Linked DNA regions of Mus musculus: region 2 is linked to region 1. Evidence: chromatin contacts called from public HiChIP or PLAC-seq data. All regions are on one chromosome and are shown on one strand. The core of a region is the stretch at or near the end of the contact, and the rest is flanking DNA. Distances in the headings are between cores, read along the strand shown.

Region 1 (7,895 bases), core at 3,955-6,454:
CACATGAAGCACTCTTAACACTGAGCCATACTCTCAGCCCTTGATGTCTAGAGACAGGATCTTAGTGAGCCTTGAACTCACTTACTGGTCCTGTCTGATGTACAACTTTCAATCCTCTGCCTCCTAAAGAGCCTAGTTACAGCTGACTGTCCTATTTACCCATGTTTCTTTAAAAATATATATTCAGAAGAAAGCAAAATGGTTCTATAAACATAAACATTTTTTTAAAAATTAGAAGCCAGAGAGAAAAAAAGCAGGGCAGTATCAGGAACTAGAGAAGATGTGAGAGAGATACAGAGGGTCAGGAAATCAAACAGAAATACATTGCACCTCAGCTCTCTTACACATTTATACAGCCCTTATTCTGTACACCCCAATAAAGAGAGCTGTTTCACTGAAAACTGTCTGTGGAGAAGGTTATTTCTCCCAAACTTACAGCGGCCAAGAAGCCACGATCCTGCAAACCCACCCACCCAGCTACACTTCAATCCTTTCAGTTCAGCCCTGTGAGGCTCAGTGCCTGGATATCCTGAGGGCAGAAACAGATCTGGGCAGTGCCGCCAGTCTAGTTTGAATTTTTAAAGTGTCCCAGGGTGTCTTTTTCTGTTCACACTCCTGGGGCTCGCAGGAGTGCAGCAGCAATTTAGAGTTTGCTCTAAATTGTTGAACTCTGCCTTGTGTGGGTTGACTTTGACCCAAATCTGAAACTCGCAGAAGAGGCCAAATGCTGGATCCCACGCCGATCTCCAGCGCCTCCCCCACGCCCCTTCCACACCTGATTCCACCTCCTGAACCGCAACTTTTTTTCTGTTTCTGAACTCAGTAAGTAAGAGGAAAAAAAAAAAAAAAAAAAAAACAGATGTTTAACCATCACTCCCGCCCTTTGACAGTGCTCTCCGAAAGTCTGGAAAGGATGAACCAGTTGAAATGACACTTGGTTAAGACAAGGGCGAAGGGGGCTTTAGAGCATTGGGATTTTTAGGACAGTTGATGTTGTAAGCTGCAACACATTATATTTTGGCTGTTACAAATATAGAAGGCAGCTGGGGAAAGGTCCCTTGGAGTGGAGAAGTTATGGATTGGGTGTGAGGTATGCAAGCGAGCCATACAGGTGAGAACTGAGGAATGCTGGGAGATCCCGGTAGCCAGGTCACGCAGATACATTAAGTAGGCACTGGTGGCCAGGTCACGCTGATACGTTAAGTAGGCACTCAGCCATTTGCCCTGGGTTGGAGACATAATAACATTATGCATGCCTATAGTCTCCACAAGCTATGTTAAACAAGCATAGGCCTGTAGCTCCACAGCTAATCTATCATTGATCTCCTAAATAAGAATCTTCCACGTTTGCTGTTATTGGTCGTGGACTTACCCTGGTGAGACTGAAACCACCATTTTCTCTTCACACTTGTGTGTTTCCACTGTCTTGGTCCTTCCTTCAAATACCACTGTCCAGTCAGGGGTGAAGTTCAGGGTTCTGGGAAGATCATCTTGGTTTCACTACTTGTAAGGAAAAGGATTTGACTACATTTTAATTAGTTTCCTTGATAATTGTGTTTGCATGCAACCTACTGATGTTTTAAGATTTCCTTAAAAGTAGAACTTTTAGATCTGAAATAGTTTAGGTCAAATTAACTGAATATCAGTATCTTTGAGAGAACATACGAGTCAGAATAAATAACTTAGTTTGCCATAAATGATTTTGACAACAATAACAATCACTCCTCATTCCACACCACAAACGTGTAGCAGGTCAGTAAGGAAATTCTGTTTAGCATTCTGAACAAGAGCCCCACCTGACAGATATTCCATCTTAACCCAATTCGTCCACAAGCCCCAGGGCACAAGTATAGGACACTGTGAAGCACTTGTTACTTGATAAATGTTTCACCAAGGAGTAACACCCAACATTTCAACTCCAAATGGTCAATAAATGTGACACCATTTGTGTCAAAATTCCAATAGCGTATTTGATAGAAATGAAAGCTAATTTTAAAGTTAATCTGTGAAAAATATCCAAGAGTCAAAATGTTTTTTTTAGAAAAAGAAGAGACTCCATATAAAACACATTATAAAGTCACAATCATTGGAATAACATATCCAACATGGTGGTGGATGTTTATAACCCCAGCTCTCAGGAGGTTGAGGCAGGAAGACTGTTCAAGATGAAAGCTGTCTTCTGGAATGTTACTCAGAACACATCTGCATCCTAATGTCCTTTCCTGAGGACATCAGACAAACTGGATTGATACCCCATCTCCCAGAATAGTCACATCCTAAAACACCAGGAGTCGGAACTTCCAACTTAGGAATTTATCAGGACAGTATTCAGCCCATTTAGGAACTGAAATGTATTATCTAAGTAAATATCAACAGAATAAGCCTTGAGCATAATAGAATAAGATTTATGTAACAAATACGTCAGGGTATTTTGTGTGTGTGTGTGTGTGTGATACATTTTATCCTCTTAACTGTAACTTTTATTTGTTCTACAGAAACTATTTATGGAATTCCTTTGGAACAAACAGTTCCGAGGCAAAGCTAAAATCAAACATAGTTTTATATATTTCTCTGAAATGTATCTGCTATGTATGTCTAAGTAAAAAGAGACTAATACCTAGTTAGTTTAGCAATCTTGTTAGCAATCAGCATTAGCAAACCCAGATCAATTCTTTCTTCACCCATCCTTTTTAAAATTATGCCCAGTAAAGAAAATAGGTTTTGTAGCTGTCCGGCAGCCATGGATGAACTGGGTACCTGAAAGGGAGGCTGGAAATGAAAAGGGACGGGCAGGCGAGAGAGGGATGAAGTCAAGACAAAGGTTTCTGATCAAGGCTCAAAGTTTACTATTTAGCACTGTATTTATATAGGGAGAGCCCACAGACCCATCCTTTGTTTCAAATGGATTATGTTGCTTTGTTTCAGCTGGATTATGTTGCAATGCAAGCTCTATAGGCAGCCTGTTCCTGTAGGAAACTGCAGGTGCAGCAAGGCAGAAGACTCCACCTAAGTCAGGCGAAGGCCAACTGTGGCAAACACTTAAGGTCTATTTAGCCTGCTCAAGGCTAGGGGAAGGGCACAACGTTCTCCCGACATAAGGCATATATAATAGGTGTCATAACTATTATCTTAGTCTTAGTGAATGGGCTACAAGGATGGATGAAGCATCTGACACCCGATCATTCTCACACGACCTCCCAAACAGAGCCACTGTTAAGGACCACCAGATAGATCTTAGTTAGATCCAGGCTAAACGACTGCCCATCACTTGACACTTGAAGTTCATGAACTCTGTGGCAGACAACGAAATGATTCAATGAGTAAAGGCACACGCCACCAAGCCTGACCACCTGAGTTCGGTCCCCAGGAGCCACATGCAGGAAAAAGAGAAGCAACATCCACAGGTCATCCCCTGACCTACACACACACACTGTGGCACACTGTGGCATGCCTTCACTGCTGGGCATACATAACTAAGTGAATAAATAAGTGTAAAAAAATAAAAAATAAAAATAAAAAAAGGAAGAAATGTACGAGCACTCAGCTCTGTGCTCATGTGTGTTTGCCATCCCCTGTTGATCCTGAGATTTGAGAGAGCAAAGCCACTTCCACAATTTTGAGCCAAATCTGAAGCAAGTTTTAATTAAACACTAACCAGGATGGATTGTGGTCAGGTCCATTCTCCGGAATCTCACCAAGTGGTAGCAACGAGTCACATACTATAGGAGCTTTTTAAGGACAAAACCACACACCCTTTGTATTTCCCTTTAGGCAGACGCTCCTACTTTGTATAAGAAAGCAGGCTGGGAAGTGGAGAGATGGCTAAGCAGTTAGGGGAGCTGGATGCTCTTCCAGGGGTCCTGAGTTCAATTCCCAGCAACCACATGGTGGCTCACAACCATCTATAACAGGATCTGATGCCCTCTTCTGACATGCAGGTGTACATGCAGATAGAGCACTTATATACATTAAATAAATAAATCTTAAGAAAAAGAAATAGAAAGCAAGCTGAGCAAACTATGGGGAATGACCCAGGAAGCAGCATTTCTCCTTGGCTGCTTCATTTCCTATCTCCAAGTTTCTGTTCTGCCTTCGTTCCTGTCTTGGCTTCCCTCATTAATATCCTGTGATCAGGATGTGTAAAACAAAACTCCTTCTTCCCCAAAACTTGGACAGTATTTTATCACAGCAAACCAATAGACTACCCAATCCAGTTCAATGAGTAACTTGTGATTACACTTTTTATAATTTAGACTAGGGTTCAATGATAATGTGCCTGTTTATTGTGAACAGGCCTTGTGTTTGATCTCAGAGTTGGGGGAAATTTTCTTTGAAGTTCCATCATACACTGCTTGAAGTCATCTCATGTCTGATAGTCAGTGGTTTGCAAAGCACTTTTCTGTGGAGAAAGGCCTTGGTGAGAGTGACATTCGGAGGCATGTGGACCGCTCTTCCAGCTTTAAGAGCATCAGATTTTACAGCCAATATGGTTGTACTTCCTCTGCTACATTAAAACCAGTAGGTGTTAGAGGAAATAAGAATCTAGGTCTCCTAAATAGGCTTGGTTCTCTAGTGTTGAGAACTCAGGAAACGTTACCATCCTGCAAGGTTTCAAGTACTCTTTAAAGGCGGCAGATGAACAGTAAGTAAATAACTCACTATTTTCTGAAATCAGTGGCTGAACCCATACAGATCTAAGTGGTTGTGTTTAGGGATTTATTGAATTTTCTCTCAAAAACGAAAATCATGCATGGTAATGTAGATTTGCGATTCAAAAAAAAAAAAAAGCTGTTAGGTGGAACTGGACATTGTGAAACTCCATCTTGTGCAAGAAAGCAAGAAGTTGTGAGAAACCCCAGGGTCTTGCAAGAGGCCTAACAAAAATCTGCCCTCCCAGCCCCCAGCTCTTTTTGAAAAACACACATCGTGTAATGGAAACGTAAAACCTTCGAAATTCTGTTTTTGTTGCTTTGTTTGATATCTCTTATTTTAATTTAGATGCTGATTAATATACTCCCTGTATTAAAAAAGTATAATTGACCAAAAGTATTAAAGAAGAAACTATCGTAAATGGGACATCATCAGATGACAGAGACTGATTATTATAAAGGCTGGATACCAAATATTATGAAATATTCACAAGAACAGATGCTGCCCTTGGAAACAGCTCATCAGGGAGCACGTGGCTATAAATACATATGGTGTAGGCTCTCTCACACACGTACCACCTCAGCGGTTTATACTGAGATAAATGATTCAAGATGGCGTAAGCAGATCACAGAAATGCAACAAACACGCCAAAGGAACTGGATTGTTACCATAAAAAAATAATAATAATAAGATGAGAGTGGCAAAATCCCCAAAGCAGAAAACTCAATAGGTGTTGGCAAAAGGTCAAAGTGCAAGATGTAACTAGCCTATCTCTCATGTTTCTCCTACAGACATACTCTCCAGCAGCAGTCTGGACTTTTACGTCTGACTCCGAACAGCATGTGCCTCTGTAGGGACCATCACTCGGGACCATTGCCAGCAGACAGCTTCGTAAAACTTCTCTTGCAGAACTCCCTCCGAGTCAGATAGGCACCTCGTGGGAAAGCGTGTTGCTACACTTTCTAATCACTTCTACATTCTCAAGATGTACAGTGCCCAAAATCAACAGGACCAGCTCCAAATGGAAACAGATTGCTTGGCCTGAGACTGAATGTTTAGCAGGAGACAGGCAGCCCTGCTGTGCTTTCAGAGGGGTCTGGGAGGGGAGAAGGGGCCCCTCGTGGGAAAGTTGTAGAATAAGAAGGGGATCTGCTACTGCTACGGCTTACTCTCTCTGCCTTCCAGAAATTCAAAGTCGGACTCAGATATTAAAGTCTCTAAGAAAAGAGTCAAGAAAGGGGGCCTGGTGTTGGCCATGGTTTTGCATGCCTTTAATCCCGGCAGTTGCAAGGCAGAGACAGGTAGATCTCTGTGAGATTGATGCTTACTCAATCAATAAGGAATTCCAGGACAGCCAGAGCTATGTAGAAAGAAAGACTCTGTCTCAAAAAGAGGGGGTGGAAGGAGACAGGAAGGAAGGAAAGAAAGAAAGACAGGGAGGGAGGGAGGAAGAGAGGGGGGAAGAAAGAGAAAGAGAGAAAGTAAAAAGAAAGAAAGGGCCTCTTTTTAATTTGGTTTAACAAAACTTTTCTCAAGCTGGCCTGGCTGTAAAGCCTATTACTCACATAACAATTTACTGTGTCATCCTATATAGTGTGTTAGGGGGTAGAGTATGGTAGCCAGCCTCTCAGATGGCCCAAGCAACCCTTCCCTCCTGAGATACCCAGCCTTGCATCCTCATTGATAGAGTATGAATGTTGAGACTAGACCTTTAAAGACACTGGAGGTTCCACCTTGCACCCTCTTGACTGGTCGTCCTTTACAAAGGCAGCTGCCCTGTCATGAGGACACAGGATGCCCGTGGCAAGCCTCACACAGAGAGGAACTGAGGAAGCACATTCGCCATCCTGGAATCAGACCATCCAGCCCTAATGGCACCTTCAGATGAGCACAACCCCAACGTATACCTCTTAGACTATGATTTCATGAGATATCCCGAGTCAGAATGACCCAACCAAATCAAACCACAGAGATGATGTGACAGCATAACATTTTATTATTGTTCAAGCCACTAAGTTTGGGGCCAATTTGTTGTGTAGAGAGATACCAAGTCTAAGACTACTGACCTAAAGCACTTGCTATTAGTCACTTTCTTTCATTTGTTTGAAAGATTTATTCATTATGTATACAGCAGTCTCCTGCATGTATGCCTAAAGACCAGAAGAGGGCACCAGATGTCATTAAAGATGGTTGTGAGCCATCATGTGGTTCCTTGGAATTGAACTCAGGACCTCTGGAAGAGCAGCCAGTGCTCTTAATCTCTTAGCCATCTCTCCAGCCCCTGTTTGTTTGTTTTTCTTAGCACATGTGTGATGGTTTGTATATGCTCAGCCCAGGGAGTGGCACTATTAGAAGGTATGGCCCTGTTGGAGTGGCCTTGTTGGAGGTAGTGTAAAACTGTGGGTGGATACTTTAAGATCTTCATCCTAGCTGCCTGGAAGCCAGTATTCTGCTAGCAGCCTTCAGATGTAGATGTAGATCTCTCAGTTCTGCCTGTACCATGCCTGCCTGGATGTTGCCATGTTTCACCTTGATGATAATGGACTGAACCTCTGAACCTGTAAGCCAGCCCCGATGAAACATTGTCCTTTATAAGACTTGCCTTGGTCATGGTGTCTGTTCACAGCAGTAAAGCCCTAAGACAACATGGTAGTTATAAATAATGGGTTTCATTATAACATTTTGATACATTGGACACATGTATAATACATGTATGATTCATTTTAACACATTTTGGGCATATTCACCCCATGATCCCTTTTTGTTTTCCTTTTATTCCCACTTTCTTTTTCTTACCTCTTCCCGTTTGGTTTCACTTTTATTTCTTCTATTTTTCATGTTTGTTTGTTTTTTTAATGACACAGTGAGTGTCACTGGGGTTACCCATAAGAGTATGAGGGAGGGATTATTTGCAGGAGTCTCTTATGCCACTGAAGAAAATATCTCTTCTCAGAAATCATCAACTGTCAACATAGCCTCAGGGAGGAATTGTGCTGTACTAACCATTAATTGCCTCTAAGTTGTTAAGGAAAGGTAGAGCCTCATAGGGCCCTCTGACTCCATCTGCTCTCAGTCACTGTTGTCAATCAGCAAGCCGCTTTAGTGGGGAATTTATTTGTATGTTGCTCTATCTCTATACATAAAGTTGGCTGAGCAATGGATTCCAACCTAGAAATCAACCACAAACAGTAAGAACCATTCTCTGAGATTTCTGTAACTAAAGCAGGAAACGAGTTTTGTTTCTG
Region 2 (7,895 bases), core at 2,187-4,686, 1.9 Mb before region 1:
AGGGCCATGACCCTGTCTCTATTTATTTCCTACCTTGTTTGTAATGAGTTACAAACATACAAAACCCAAAGAAACAAAGCTGGCAGATCAAATACAGCACCCTCTCAGGATTTATAAACAGCTAGCGTGATATTGATGAAAGGATCTTGGGTAAATCAATGGGGAAGAATACACAGCCCAGACGTACAGTCTGTAGTTTGACAAAGGAATAGAGCTGAGACCGATTGATGCTGGAAATGCTCAACAACTACATGCAAGAAAATGAAATTAGGTACAGACTTCCTCCATCCTGGAAATCAACTCAGAGGATCACCTGTCTTAAATGTAAGGCTCCAAACAGCAAAATTCCTAAGAGAAAACCGGGGTGACCTTGGATTTGGCAATTACTTTTTAGACATAATTCCAATGGCATGAACAACTTAATTTGATTAAAATTAAAGATTTCTGCTCTTTGTAAAGAATATGAAAAAAACATAGGCAGAATAGTCTGTAAGCTTTGTTGTTGTTGTTTTGAGACAGGGTTTCTCGGTGTCGTACTGGCTGCCCTGGAACTCATTCTGTAGATCAGGTTGGCCTCAAACTCAGAGATCTGCCTGCCTCTTGTCTCCTGAGTGCTGGGATTAAAGGGGTGGACTATCACTGACCGGCTATGCTGTAAACTAAACACTCTCAAATTCCATATATGATAGAAAAAAAAAAAAACACCAAAACCCAAAACTGTTGTCCACAACATGCAATGGACTTAAAAAACAAACAAACCCCAAAAACCTCAAACCAACCTGTTTTTAAAAATTGGCCTAAGAGCCAACAGACATCTCACCAAAGAGGTATACACAGATGGAAAATAAACATAAGAAGATGCTCCACATACAACAACATCGGGGGAACTTCAGATTCAAACAACTGTGAGACCGCCTACACAGGACTGCAAGGCTGAAATCCAGGACTCTGACAGCTCTGAATGCTGATGAGACCAGAAGCTTCATGCTGGAAGGGTTGCAGAACGGCAGATGTGGCTTTGTGGAAGACAGGTGATGATGTCTCACAAAGCTATTAATGCCATCTAGTAATTGTGGCTCTTGGCACTTACCCAAAGGAAGATTATATCCATATAAAATCCTGCATGTGGATACCAGTCTCTCTCTCTCTCTCTCTCTCTCTCTCTCTCCTCCTCCTCTCTCTCTCCCTCTCTCTCTCTCCCTCTCCCTCTCCCCTTCCCCCTCCTCCTCCCCCCTCTCTCCCTCTCCCTCTTCCTTTCTCCCCTTTACTTCCCTCCACTAGTGTGTGTGTGTGTGTGTGTGTGTGTGTGTGTGTGTGTGTAGAGAGAGAGAGAGAGAGAGGCCAGTGTTCAACCTTGACTGCCCTTCATCAAGAGCTATCTTTTGTTTTCTAGACAGTGTCTCTTGCTGAAATCTGGGGCGTACAAATTAGGATAGGTACTGGCCAGTGAATCATAGAGATCCTCCTGGCTCTGCTTCCCTGAGACCACAAGCAAGTGCCACGGGACGAGGCTGTTTACGTGGGTTCTGGGACTCCAACTCAGGCCCTCATGTTATGCAGTAAGCGCTTTCTTAACTGAGCTGCCTCTCAAACCCCAGATACGCTTAGCAGTTTTACCTATAATTGTTAAAATTTGTAAGCAGCAACCACATTCTTTATAAGGTTAGTGAAAAATAAGTGACAGTCTTATCCAATCATGTAATATTAATCAATAGAAGAAACAAACTGGCGAACCAGGGGAGACATAGAGGAATGTGATACATACTCCCAAAAGAAAGAAGGCAGTCTGAAAAGATTACATACTATGTGGCATTCTGTAAGAGGAAAGTTATGGCGACAGTAAAAAGATCAGTGATTAGGGAACAAGGGAGAAATGTGTAGGTGGAGCCCAGAGGAATTTCAGGACAGTGAAACATTGTATCTTGAAGCAGTGCTGATATGTATCATTATACATGTGTCTGAAGCTCATCAAAAGTACATCACCAAGAGTGAACCCTGCCAGAAACCCTGGACTTTGTCAATACGTGATGTGCTAGGGTTGCCTCATCAGTTGTTACAAGATACAGTAAAAAAAAAAAAAAAGTAGGAACCGAAACAAAAGCTACATCAAGATAAACCAGGGAGGGGGCTGGAGAAATGGCTCAGTGGTGAAGAGAACTTCCTGCTCTTGGGTTCAGTTCCCTGCCCCCACTGGTGCCTCACAACCACCTGTAGATGGCTACAGGTCATCTGATGCCCTCTTCTGGTCTTCCAGGGTACTGCAAATACATGCATGCAAGGCAAAAACACTCATACATTAAAAAAAAAAAAAAAGGGTAACATAAGAAAGAAGTCAGTCTGCCGAGGAACACTGGAGATCCTGACACAACCTGAGGAACTGAGCATGCGTGGAACAAATGAAATGCAAAGCAGAGAGAGGAGAGAGCTATAACAGAACATATACCATATGGCTCTCTCCTTGGCTTACTGGCTCACTTCTTTCTCGGGAGTGTTTTCTCCTTTAGTAATCATCTGTCTCTTTCTATCCCATGCCTAACTTAAAAGGCATGACTTTTGCTCCATCTCCTGGCTGCTTCCGGGCTCTTTATCTAGCCTGCACTACGTTCCTTCCTTTAGTAAAATGGTCCTTGGACTTCCTTCCGAGTCCACCTCGAAGATCTCTCTTGAGACGAAGAACCCCAGAAGGGTGGATACCCATAGAGGACACACAGCTTGCTTATGCCTGGGGATGGAGATGGAGGAACATCTCTGGATTTTCTTCACTGTGAAGTTAAAAGCTGTTCTCAAAAGGAGGTTTTTTTTAAACACATATAAAAAGGGGCTCCAGTCAACGGTGGGCACACACTAGATATACTAATGTTTGTTGATCCTTAGACGTTAACAATAAGGAATATGAGAAAGACTCAGCACAAGGCAGGTGAGAAAGGGGTTGCCCACGAATTAATTGACACTGCCTGCTCATTCTGAAGATGTCTTTTCACTTCATGACTCTTACAGTGCCACCACGCTGTTTAATATCTGGACCAAATATGCTCCCAGGCTGCCGTCCAACTATTACAACGAGAAGCTCCTGAAGGTTGGAGACAGCCTCTGTCAAATAAAAGTAAGTGGTTACAAAACAGACAGAGAGCCAGCTAGAAACAAACTCCTTTGGCTACTTAGTATTTGGGTTGATAGCCTTCCTAGTCTAAAGGGTTTAATTTTTTTTTTAATATTGGAAACAATATGCAAATAAGTAAAACTGTACTGAGGTATAGTAACAGCCATAACAACTACAAAGCCTGCCCTTTTATTTTGTATTTGAAAGTCTCCAGGTGGTTCCTTCAGGGACCAAAGGGAGCCTGGGATGGGAGGGCAGCTCAGCTCAGCAGAGGGTGTGGTGGACCTACAGCAGGAAGTGCTGAGTCACCATGTTCCTAACTTACACAAAGGAGCCCAGACACTATTTCCTGTTGTTTTTCCCTAGGCCTGTGGCCTTGCCCTGTCAGCCCCTCAGGCCAACGGCCTGGCTGTTCAGTGTCCTGTTTTAATGACTTCTAGTTTTCTGAATATTTTTGCTTTACTGTGAGTCTAGCAACTGTGGCATATATGCCGTTTCCCCCCGCTCAGTATTATACCAGAAACTGAGCATGTACCATGGTGTGAGTTCTGTGTCAGGGTCTACGTCTTTGAAGGTCATGGACCTGGGCTTGGCTTGATAAGACCCTGCCAAGGCTGGGCTTTCAGTTTGTGAACTTGTGAGTTTAACCCCATATCACTGGCCTAAGCCCAAATATAGCAAGTTCTATACAGTGTTGGACAAGGAGTTAATTTATGCACGGGAATTTTAGGCCAGGCATGGGCGGTGTGAGTGAGTGCCTTCTCAAATTTTTTCAGTTTCCCAGCTTGATTTTCTTCCTCTGTGTCTATTTCTTAGACTTTAATCTATGTATTGGGAGGCAAAAATTACCCAATAGAGCATGGTTTCTCAACCTATGGGTCCCGACCCCTGGGCTTGTCACATATCAGCTGTCTTGCATCTTGCATATCAGAGATAATTGTCACAATTCAAAACAGTAGCTAACTTAAAGTTATGAGGTAGCAATGAAATAATTTTATGGTTGGGAGTAACTACAGCATGAGGAACTGTGTTATAGAGGGTTGCAGTGGCATTAGGAAGGCCGAGAACCACTGAAATAGAGAAGGCACAGAAATGCTTCCATTTTAAAAGACCATCAATGCAAAAATACAACACTTACCCCAGGTAAGATAAAGAGATCATTTTTTTTCTGAAGCCAAATGTGAGTGGCCATGGCCTAGGGGTACAGATTCAGGTTTCCCCAAATCACTTGTCCAATATGGTTAACAGTTTCACGAAGCCTGTATAGTCATTTATGACTTTTTAGTCTTACACGAGGACACCTTTCAAATAAATTGGTAGAAACATGAGGCCGGCAGGTCACAGCAAAGTGGGAAATCTGTGCAAGCCTCAGATAACTCTCTGATGACATATTTAACCTTTTGGTTGGTGGCAGTTCTGGGAGGTCTCCAAAGTTAACATATTCCAAGTGATTTTACCTGGCAGTCAAGTCACGAGGATCAAACACAGAGGCAGGCAAGAGATGCTTTAAAGGGGCTAAACGGTAGCCCAAGATAAATTGTAATTAGACTCTGGACCTGCAATATCAACCTCTCCTCGGTCCTGGCAATTCTAATCGCCATCAGCCATCCAGAAGTTTCTGTCTAAGGTGCCTTTCTTTCTGGGACCTTTTCACCCACAGAGCTAGTTGGATCCCACTTCCTCTTCCTAAATTAAAGGAAGTCTTAGCTCCACATGCATGTGCCATGGTTCTCACACAATTGAAAACGCAGGGTTTGGGGGGAAATAAGTGACTTCCAAGCTCTATTTCTGTGGAGTGGAGTGATAGCTGATAGCTGATAATATAGCCTTTTTTTTTTTTTTATCTTGTTAGCTCTGGGATGGAGAGGTCAACATCACGTGGTAGAGATGGATAGTCTTAGGAGCAGTGCGTGAGTGTGGAGGAAGCGCGTTAGACCCCCGAGGGAGCCAGCTGACAATGGGCTACTGCTAAGGAGCCCATGTGTCTGATAGGTAGGCCGGCCGAGGCAGAGTGTTTACATTTGGATGAAAGATAAGGGGATGAGTTATCTACTTTTCAGTGATGGAAAATGGGTCACTGAAGGTGTTTATAACCATGAAAAAGAACTTGAGTTGGTATTGTCATCAACTTCTAGACTATATTTATATTTCAGTTATAGCACAGGTAATCTCGTGGGATTCTGTGGTTTTGAGCCTATTTTGGGTATATTATACAAATCCAGTCAGATTCAAAACCAACCAGTGTGAAGACAAGTCCATAGAAATAAGAACAAGCAATGCTTGATGATAAGAATGGAGCCATGTCTGACGGTAGAGACCCCTCAGGAGGCTAGGCAGGTGGGCGGCTCAGAGCCAGGCCAGTGGCTTTCCCCTGAGACAGGGCTGCAGAGGATGAAGCTGTGGAGGAGTTGCAAAGGACTCAGCTTTCCAAATGCTACTCCTGTTTCCTGCTGACACTTTCCAGGTCAACCATCTCCTGTGGGTGATGGACACCAAACCCCCGACTCTGTCGCAGGGTTTACGGTCCCCACTCATGAATTGAGCATGTGGGCCGCCATGAGCAGGGGAGGCTGGACTTGGACACTTAGATTCCGAGTCTATGAGATGTTGAGGGCTTTACCACCTACAGAACAAATGTGCATCTTCTCTTCACGATGGTCACGAGAGTCCCATAGTCCCAGAGGCCTTCTTCTGAGAATTCAACACAAGACCAGAAATGCATTGCATAGAGAGTGTCTGCCACTTTACATACGCTTGGGAAACGATGCTAGTCACAAGGTAGTGTAGAGCTTTCAGTGTAAAGAAATGGACCCTGGGTACAAAAGGGTAACATTTATTTTTCAGAAGTTACCTTGAATCACTGGCTGCATTTGTCTCTGGAAGTAGTAGCAACCCACACTAATACCATTAAGGATACTCTGACTACCACCCAGTCTTAAGGCAACATTTCGAAACTGTAACCAGGCCCTCATTGATTTCAGGAATACAAGCTGGCTCTTCTGCAGTGCTATGGGCGGTATCTCCAGGAATTCATTGCTGATTTCGACGAGCATAAAGAAGATGTAAATCATTTCAAAACTGTCTTCTTCCCAAAAGGTTTTGGAGATGAAACGGCCAGACTCACAGTAAGATGGGAAAAAGCAGCTAAGGGCTCCTCGGCTTGTGACCAGTTGTGGGATTAGTGTAGCCTTTGGCCAACAGGGACTAGAGTGCTTCCTCTGCCTAATAAGGCGTCTGGCAGTGCCCTGGAAGGTGTCTGATACAAGTTTTGAAGGCTAGACAGGATGGGGGATTCACCAAGCGCCAGCGGTTATGTCAGTATAAGTGCTAGCTCATCCTGTAGCCAGCACTGTTGTTATAATAACCAATACTTGGAGGTACATTCATTTACAAAGGGTTTTGGGAATCATATTGGATCCTTAAAACAGGTGATAGATCTCATTATTGCTTCATCTTATAGAAGAGAAAAACAAGGCTTCTTATATAGGTATTGTTAAAAAAAAGGGTGTGTGCTCTTTAAGCATGAACATAGATTTTTGATAAGACATTTTAAGCCATATTTTATCATACCAGTGTTACTTTCTATTAATTGCTAGCATTAATTTACTAGTTGAGCACCCTCCCCAGCCCCGTCTTGCTTCACAGCTTTGCTTGGGGACCTCGGAGCTACAGGAGTCCCTGATAGGAGGATGGGGCTGAGGGCCCTGTCACATTTACCCTCCCTAAGATTCTCTCAATAGTCTGGCCTTGTTCTGTTTCCTTCCAAATACCCCAGGTGTCTTTATGGGGATAAAAATGCAAGCCAACAGAAAAACAAAATCATACCGAAGTGAGCTCTGTGCTAGGTAATGGCTGAATGTCTGCACTGTATGAATTTATCATCTCACAGCTCCCTTATGACCCTAAGAGGTGGAACGATTTGCCTTTTTACTGATAAAAGAAACAAGAGTATTAGAGTTTAAGAAACAAGCCCAGGGGCGGGAGAGACGGCTCTGCAGCTGAGAGAGAGTGCTCACTGCTCTTGGAGAGGATCTGAGTTTGGTTCCCGGCACTCAGTCATAACGGCCTGTAATCCCCGGGTGTCTGATGCCCTCTTCTGCACTCAGCGACCATGACAGACACCTGAAACAGTCCTAACATTGCCTGTGCCTGGAACATTTCGCTTCTGCCATGAGCTAAGGCTCCCTCTCTCTTTTTTTCAAGGCTCCCTTGGAAGAGTAGTGGTCAATCAACATTTGCTGAAAGCATTCTATAAATCGAGACAATCACATTTGAGTTAATAAATAGGTTAAAATGCTCTTGGATGAGATTACAAATTTTGCTGAATGGTAATGAGATAATAGGGTAATGGGATTTCAGTAGTTTTGTGTGGGATTTTCTTTCGCCTCTGGAAAGCTAATCTTAACGAATTTTCTAATGAAGCCTGTATTGTATTTCTTTGCCTGCCAATCCTTTAAACCAATTAAACAGAAAGGTTCGAATTTTAGGTTTTTTTTTTTTTTTCAACATCTTTGAGAAATGCCTTTTTTGAATTATATAAGCCTGGTTTATATTCATATATTTTTTTCTTGTCTTTCAGTTTCATGCTTTGAGTGGAAAAAATATTTGCAACTACCAGCTGGTCTGCGAAAGCGATGCCAACCTGCAGAATGAGGAATCCGTGAGACAGTGCCTGCACATCTTGTCCTCCTTTCGGCTCATCATGCAGGTGGCTCTCCCTCAGGAGCACCTCTGCTGGATTATCTTCAACGGTGCGAACCGAGATGCCTTACTTCCCATGTCTTTCAGATGGCTA

What was found. HiChIP or PLAC-seq counts read pairs in DNA pulled down with a chosen protein or histone mark.
Region 2: an H3K27ac HiChIP or PLAC-seq map of acute myeloid leukemia shows a contact between it and region 1, with 8 times the contacts expected there. The contact joins two enhancer-like sites. A contact is called at or near these places in 2 of 39 promoter capture datasets (hippocampal neurons and pre-B cells), 2 of 115 datasets of contacts at active chromatin or transcription factors (acute myeloid leukemia and embryonic stem cells) and 1 of 9 other capture datasets (adipose tissue).

The regions. Positions count from the first base shown.
Region 1 is chr10:91,206,405-91,214,299 of GRCm38.p6, reverse strand. It overlaps 4930534H03Rik (RIKEN cDNA 4930534H03 gene), which reads left to right. Exons shown (of 4, transcript NR_151510.1): 4 at 5,442-5,806. Among named protein-coding and RNA genes, the nearest start is that of 4930534H03Rik, 10 kb to the left of the region's middle. Within about 2 kb of position 5,204, at least 35 of the 459 cell types and tissues checked have an H3K27ac peak or open chromatin away from gene starts, as enhancers often do. A contact at or near this core is called in acute myeloid leukemia, where this site is marked.
Region 2 is chr10:93,065,037-93,072,931 of GRCm38.p6, reverse strand. It overlaps Cfap54 (cilia and flagella associated protein 54), which reads left to right. Exons shown (of 68, transcript NM_001347060.2): 2 at 2,998-3,103; 3 at 6,082-6,225; 4 at 7,680-7,851. Among named protein-coding and RNA genes, the nearest start is that of Gm40739, 5.8 kb to the left of the region's middle. Within about 2 kb of position 3,436, at least 190 of the 459 cell types and tissues checked have an H3K27ac peak or open chromatin away from gene starts, as enhancers often do. A contact at or near this core is called in acute myeloid leukemia, where this site is marked.